Regions from separate parts of the Bos taurus genome. Here region 1 is linked to region 2. A link is a contact called in public Hi-C data. All regions are on one chromosome and are shown on one strand. The core of a region is the stretch at or near the end of the contact, and the rest is flanking DNA. Distances in the headings are between cores, read along the strand shown.

Region 1 (3,221 bases), core at 494-2,993, 80 kb before region 2:
GAAGAATGCCATGGCTTCCCCAGAATTCAACCTCCGCCCTTTCGCAGTCCTCTCATTTCACAAAGGAGGACACCGGGGCTCCGAGAGGAGAGACCTCGCGTCCATTACCACCGGCTTCCTCACACTGAAAGGTGTGCGTGCAGCTGTCCGCGTGGGCTCTCGGCACAGCGCTCCCCTGGGCTCCAGCCTTCGGAAGAAGGGAGGTGACCCCCGATCCCCAGCAGTGGCAGAGGCGGCCTTTTCCGCGCCGCCCGGGGCGGCTTCCGTTCCTCTTTCCGCCAGCAGGTGGCGCCCGCCCCCCGCATGCCGTCGGCCGGCCCGCCCCGGCTGGTACCTCTGGGACGGGCACTCGTCCACTTGCAGGGCCAGGACCCCCGCTTCCTACCTCCTTTCAGCGGCCCTTTCCCGCTGCTACATCTCCCCAACAATAGTTTTTAAGTAAAACCATTCCTTCCAGTAAGACCAATAATTACACTTTGATAAGCACAGTATATCTAATAGAGACATTCATTCATTCACTCCAAGAGCCAAAAAAGAAAAAACCTGGCTTACACATCACAACCCTGGTGTCCACACACGCCCTCACGCTGGGGATTGCGCGAGGGCAGACAGGGACCTGGTCCTGTTCCCAAATCCATGCCCAGCACGGCCCCCATTCCCCGAAGGAAACCAGGCAAGGTTAATTAAAAGAATAAAGTGTCGTTTTAACTTATGACCAAGGAGGGGCCAGGCTCCGGATAAACTCGGTCCTTTCCTACAAGGGACGCACAAGCTGGCAGCCCTCATGAACTGCCACCACTGGCCGGGAGGGGCAGGAAACAGGATTGAGCCCGAGGGAAGCTCTTGCTGACCCTGAGGGGGACGCCTTCTTCCTGGATACCCAGGACTCCCCCCCACCCCATCAACACTAATGAGGGACAGCTGCCCGCAGCCCCACTGACGTCTCAAAGCCCAGCTGCCTGGCTCAGAGGTGTCCCTGGAGGCTGGCCCGCCCCCCTCCGAGTCCCTCTTCAGAATACAGTTTGAAAACCACTGGACTAGATAATCCTTAAAGCTTCTTCCAGCTCTGAAAAGCAGTGAACTGTAAAAGTTTATCGGGAAAGCTAAGACCTGAAACATACGCACAGATCCCGTTCTTAAAGGAGGCAGTGGCTTCCCCCTGCCTGGCCCCTCGATGGCAAGAGAAAGACTGGAGTCAGAGGGAGGGGACGCGAGGGTCACACAAGGTCTCTGCAGGGGGCCGAACTTATGAAGCTCATGACGGCCCCTTCACGGTGACCCTCTGCTGCTCATCAGTGATGCTGAGGCAGTCTAGTCGCTCAGTTGGGTCTGACTCTTTGCGGCCCCATGGACTGTAGACTCCTCTGTCCGTGGGATTTCCCAGGCAAGAACACTGGAGTGGGTTGCTGTTTCCTTCTCCAGGGGATCTTCCCGACCCAGGAAACAAACCTGGGTCTCCTGCACTGCAGGGGGATTCTTTACTGACGGAGCTAGGAGAGAAGCCCCCAATCAGTGATGCTAGTTTTCCGTTTAGGGAAGCGATGTAAAGCTTTCTTCTAAAGGAAGTGAAAAATAGCGAGACGGTTGAAAGAGGCGGTGATGGGGCGCGGCGATGGGGCAGGTGCGTCCAGCCCCATCGTGAAAGTGCGGGCTGTTTGGGAAACACTGGCTCCGACACTCCCTGGGGCTCCAGAGACCGCCTCCTTTCCAGACAGCCCGTCTGGCTGTGTGATTAGCCGGACGGGGCAGGGTAACAATTCGGCCTTTGATTCCCGCCCCACCCTCCCCTTCCCTGGGGCAGGGCAGGGCGGGGGTGGGGAGGACGGGCTTCGTGAGCCTGAGCCTGGCAAGGCAGTGGATCGGGGCTCAGAAGACAGGTCCGATTTTTCTAGAGGGGTTGGAGAAGTAGGGTGGCCTGGCCTGCCACCTGGGACGCTCGAGACCTCCTTTGGGGGCCCTTCCCAAACTTCCTTCCCCTGCCTCAGGGCGGGGGGCAGCGCAGGAAGGGGCATCGCCCACCAGACTTGAAGGAGAAGTGGCACTCGGGCATCCTGGCCACGTCATACTGGTGCAGGAACTTGCACTGGTCGCCCTTCTTGCACACCACTGGCTTCTCGCCCCTGGTCGTGCCGGAACGGGCACAGCTTCCCTGGGGACCCAGAGCACCTGGATGGGGGCCCCACGCACCCAGAGCCTGGGCCCAGCTCAGCCCTAGCAGGAGGTACCGCCATCCATTCCCCTCGTGGAGGCTGGAACTGGGGGCCAGAGACGTCTTAACAGACAGCCCCCAGCCCTCTCTGCCCGACGTGATGCTCGGGCCCTTCTTGAACCCCAAGAATGCCCCCCCAGGGCAGACACCTCCCAAAGCACCCATCACACCCCATCCCCTCCAGCCTGACCATGCAGGGGTGGGAGGGGGGGTGTTGGTTTCCAGCCCTGGTCCCTCCAGGCCCCCAACCCAGCAAGGTCCCAGCACAAAGGAAGAACTCGTTAAGGGCCTGCGGAACTCATGTCTTAAAAAATAATACAAATGCTATGTTTCCTGATTCCGGAGATCTAACGTGGTGACGTGAGAGCCAACCTTGTAACAATTCAGAAGGAAATGGAAAGGTTCTATTTCGCTCTTTGTCGTCTTAGTTCAGGCGGTCTTGCCGTCAGGAAGGACACCCCTCAGTTTCTAAACAGGATACCCCTCAGTTTCTAAACAGGACTGGTGTTGTGCTGATCCAACTCTATGGTAGCGTTTTCGGGAGGTGTTCCTTCTGATGGTCTTACTCTCCACCTCTGGCCATTGGCTCACCTGGCTCTGACCTTCCAGACCTAAGAACACTTTTCTTTCTTTGCAAGAGGGTATCTCTGTGAAACCCTGCTCTAGAGACTGGATGGACCAAGCTGAGGATTCAAAGCCTGGAGTGACCAACCAGTTCATTGCTCCTCCTCACCCCACTGTCCAGGGCTGCCCCAAACATGAACTAGTCACGTGGCCACACGGGCTCCCGGTCCCCTGCCTGGGCCCCTCCTGGCCTCCCAGCTTCCCCGGAACAGAATCACTTGGATCCTAAAAGCAGGTCCTAAACTCATTCCAGGTTTCTCAACCTAACTCTAGAGGGGAACTGGAGACCCCCAAATTGGAGGCAAGACTTCTGGGGGCAACTGGATTTCTACAGGAAGAGCCCATGAGTGGTTCAGAAGCCAGAAGACGGGAACCCCTGATTTATGTC
Region 2 (3,679 bases), core at 271-2,770:
GGAGCTCCTAGGGGGGAAGAGGAGCCCAAGAGGCCGCCGCGGGTGTCGTTGTGACCCATCAGTGACTTATCCAGCCACTCCTGATGCCTTCAGAGGTTCTCGTGATTCGATTTCAGGCTTGAGAGGAGAGCCCGGGACGTGATAGGAACTGTGGCGAGAGCCGGGATGCAGAGACGGCACTCAAAGGGGCGCTGGTTCTCCAGGGGACGGCCAGCCTCCTGGTGGGCTTTGGTCAGTGGGGTCACGTGGAGGCAGTGGGCGTTTAGCCAACAGGGGCCCAAACCTTCGTTCCTCTGGCTTCTTGGATGACCCCCCCGACTCGAGCTGGTCCTCACCCGGCGATAAACCCTGTTCTCCAGGGCCTCCAGGGTGAGCCTTAACTAGGGTGCGAGTCCCGTGTCCCACTCGCCACAGGGGCCCTCCTCGCTTCTCCCTGGCAGAGCACAAGCACCCTGTCATGCGATGACCCCCAGCCGCCTCAGCCCGGGTGAACGTACCTGAAGGCCGAGCCTCGAGGACGTAGCGGGTGATGGGCCCTTTGCCTGGGTCTCCACTGGACCAGTGAATAGCAATGGCCGAGCTGTACCGCACAATGATGGGCACTCCAGGCGGGCCGGGGGCACCTGTACACACACACACACACACACACACACGGTGAGCAAGGGGATGCCCCAGAGCGGGGCCATGTGCCCCACCCATCTCCCTGAGCTCCAGCGTGAGGACCCGAGTACAAAACCCCGGCCAGGGTGTCCGGAACCCCTCCACGTGCCATGCCCCCGAGGAGCGTGTCCCGGCCAGGCCTGAAGGACCCGACTTACTCTCCGCCAGGTCACCCACAGCCCCTGCCTTCCAGGAGAGGATGTAGGGAGATGCCACAAAGGCCCCCAGCTGCACTGCCTCTAAGGGCAAGGCCAGAGAGGAGGCCGAGGCCGCAGGAGGATCCGGGGCCCCTGCCACCATGAGGAGGGAGGAAGGACCCAGCCCTGCCCCTGGGACGGGCTCTCTGGGGTGACAGGTGCCTCAGGGGCCGCTGGGGGGGCCAACCCCAGGGCCCAGAGCAGGAGGGAGGAGCTTGGTCTGTAGGCAGAGGACTGAGCGAGCCTGCTGTGTCCACAGAGCGTCCTGAGCCCCTTCCTGTCCGGGGGCCCTGCCGTGCTGGCTCCCAGGGCCCCCAGGGCCCCGGCCTGCTGATCCCCATGCGCCTGGAGCCCCACCTCCTGGGAGCCTGGACACAGCAGGTGCTTCCTCCATGCCTGCGGGACGGGACAGTACCAGGCAGCGGGGTGTGGGCGGCAGGCTGGCCCGGGGCCCCTGTGGACGCCTTGGGGGAAGGAGCCGAGAGCCCAGCTTCAGACTGAAGCGCCTCCAGGCCCTGAGGGAGGTGACCGGCCAGACGGCAGGCAGGCGAGGGGCTCACCTCCTGAGCCTGGTGGCCCACGGCCCAGCCCTGCCCATGGCCTCGGAGGGCCTCAGAGCCTGCCTGCCTGCCTTCCTTCCTTCCTTCCTCCCTTCCCGCACCAGCATCCTGCCCACAGCCCAGGGCAAAGGTGGAGGGCTGGCGGGTGTGGGATGCTGCCCAGGCGGGTGTGAGCGGTGGGGCGGGGCTCCCAGCACCCCGGGCTCTCATTCTCTCCAGGGCAGAACCTAGGGCGGAGTGGAGCTGTCTCCAGACTAGAAGCTTCCAGCCTGCCCGCGGAGCTGGCCTGGAGGGAAGAGGGTGCCGGGCTGCACGTCCACTGACCCCTCCTCCAGTGGGCGCAGTGCGAAGCTTTCTCAGAGCCCCTCCCCACTCCTCCGCACTTCCTCCCCGCTCCCCCAAACCCCGACACTTCTGGGCTCAGGTTAGAACACCGTGTTCTCCAGGCAGGCCTCTCCAGGCCCCCCGCCCCTGCTCTGTCCTCCTGGTCTCCTGCCAGCTCCCTTCCTGCTTTTGTTTCCCTGGGAAGCGGCTCAGGTGAGAGGCGCCCGCCTGCCCGGGGAGGGCCTGGGGGCAGGTGGAGGGCAGGGGGAGGGCAGCTCCCTGGCAAGCTGCCTGCTGCGGCCCTGCAGGCTGTGTTCCAACCCTGGGAGCCTTGGGAGCCAGCCTGCCCTTCTTCAGAACCAGAGGTGGGGAGAAAGCACCCAGTAAGAAAGTGTAGGGTGGCCGCCTGGAACCTGCTCCCACTGGGCAGCAGAGGCCGCCCGGCCGGGTCAGCACCTCCCAGCTCAGGGAGGTGGGCAAGGAGGATGGGGAGGAGGGGCTTCAGGGGGAGCCTGGTGGGGCTGTGTACATTCTCGGTGGGGGCAGGGGGACAGGAATGCAGAGAGTCTGCGAGGCAACATCTACATCAGGAGAGGACATCCTGCATGAAAGAGGCCCTGGGGGGTTAAGCCTCAGCCTCAAGAAGAAGAGTTCCCCCAGCCTGAGGACGACTCCAGGGAGGGTCACAAAGTCCAAACTAAGCTACTCTTTCCTTCCTGGTCCCCAGTGCTCCCCGTCACCCGGGGCCCAGTGCACAGGGCCTGGCCTGCCCCCTAACGCTGCCCCTCTGTCCCCTGTCTAGGGGGCATGCGGCCGGCAGGCCTCCCTGGACCCGGTCCCATGCCTGCAGACCCCCAGAGCCCTGGTTCTCACAGCAGGTACCAGAGAGCAATTGGGCTCTTTTGTTCAAATGCACATCCCAGGGACGCTCAGGGATGCTGCCTAACTTGGGCCCCAGGAATCAGCGTTATCACGAGAACCCCAGGGGTTCTGACATCAGTGTCTCCTTGAGACACGCTCTGATGACACAGGTGACCCCTGCATCCCGGCTGGCCCTCCCTCACAGCTGGCCACCCCCCCACCCACCGCCTCAGCTGCCATCAGAATCCTGTGGAATGCTGGTCTCTCTTCCCACGCATCCATCTAAATGCCGCACCCCATGAGGTGTTCTGGAATTGCCGCCTTTGTTTATTTCATTTTTAAATTTAAAAAATTATTGTTAATTAATTTATATGGCTTCAATGGGTCTTCGTTGCGGCAGGCAGGATTTTGATCTTAGCTGCAGCATATGGACCCTCAGGTGGGGGCCTCTGAGATCTAGTTCCCTGACAGGGATAGAACCCGCTGCACTGGGAGCGAGGGGTCTTAGCCGCTGGACCATCAGGGATGTCCCCCCTTTAAGTGCCCCCTTGTCCTCCCCCATCCTTCCCCCCAGGCCCACCCCATGGTACTGCCTTGAAGTCCTCGTGGGCCTGAGAGCTCCACCAGAGACCCCGTCTTACTCAACTCTGCACCCCCAGGCACGCTCTGGATGCCCCTTTCTGACCTGGGGGGCCGCGTGTGGGGACAGCTGCCCCCAGGCCCACCCAAGGCTCCCTTACCTTCTCCAGGGCCCGTGGTGACGTTGGCTTCAATCTCAGGCCCGTAGGTGAAGGTCTTGGCTCTGATGCGGAACCTGTAGGTCATCCCCTCCGCCAGGTCCTTCACCTTCAGCCACAGGGGGCTGCTGCCCTTCACGTCCACCGTCACGATCTTACTGACCCCTGGGGAGGAAGCATGTGGCCTGTGAGAGCCACAGGCCCTGGTGGGGGAGGCTGTCGGGGAGGGAATGGTCAGCGCTGGCCAGGGGCTGCACCCCCTGGAGTCAGGCTGGGACCGGCACCCTTGACCACATGGAGTGTTTCCAAGACCGTTCTCAGAACAGAGTCCTGTAGCCTG

What was found. Hi-C and Micro-C count contacts between places; a contact is called where the count stands out from the background.
Region 1: a contact with region 2 is called in a Hi-C map of liver, with 5 times the contacts expected there. The contact joins two enhancer-like sites. A contact is called at or near these places in 5 of 11 Hi-C or Micro-C datasets (8-cell embryo, blastocyst, liver and 2 more).

Annotation. Positions count from the first base shown.
Region 1 is chr19:58,072,658-58,075,878 of ARS-UCD2.0, reverse strand. CPSF4L (cleavage and polyadenylation specific factor 4 like) reads right to left here. Exons shown (of 11, transcript XM_024981165.2): 6 at 2,124-2,149; 7 at 2,020-2,122. Among named protein-coding and RNA genes, the nearest start is that of CPSF4L, 7.9 kb to the right of the region's middle. Within about 2 kb of position 1,743, at least 21 of the 102 cell types and tissues checked have an H3K27ac peak or open chromatin away from gene starts, as enhancers often do. A contact at or near this core is called in liver and skeletal muscle, where this site is marked.
Region 2 is chr19:57,991,907-57,995,585 of ARS-UCD2.0, reverse strand. SDK2 (sidekick cell adhesion molecule 2) reads right to left here. Exons shown (of 44, transcript XM_024981092.2): 38 at 3,343-3,504; 39 at 498-623. Among named protein-coding and RNA genes, the nearest start is that of CDC42EP4, 62 kb to the left of the region's middle. Within about 2 kb of position 1,520, at least 35 of the 102 cell types and tissues checked have an H3K27ac peak or open chromatin away from gene starts, as enhancers often do. A contact at or near this core is called in liver and skeletal muscle, where this site is marked.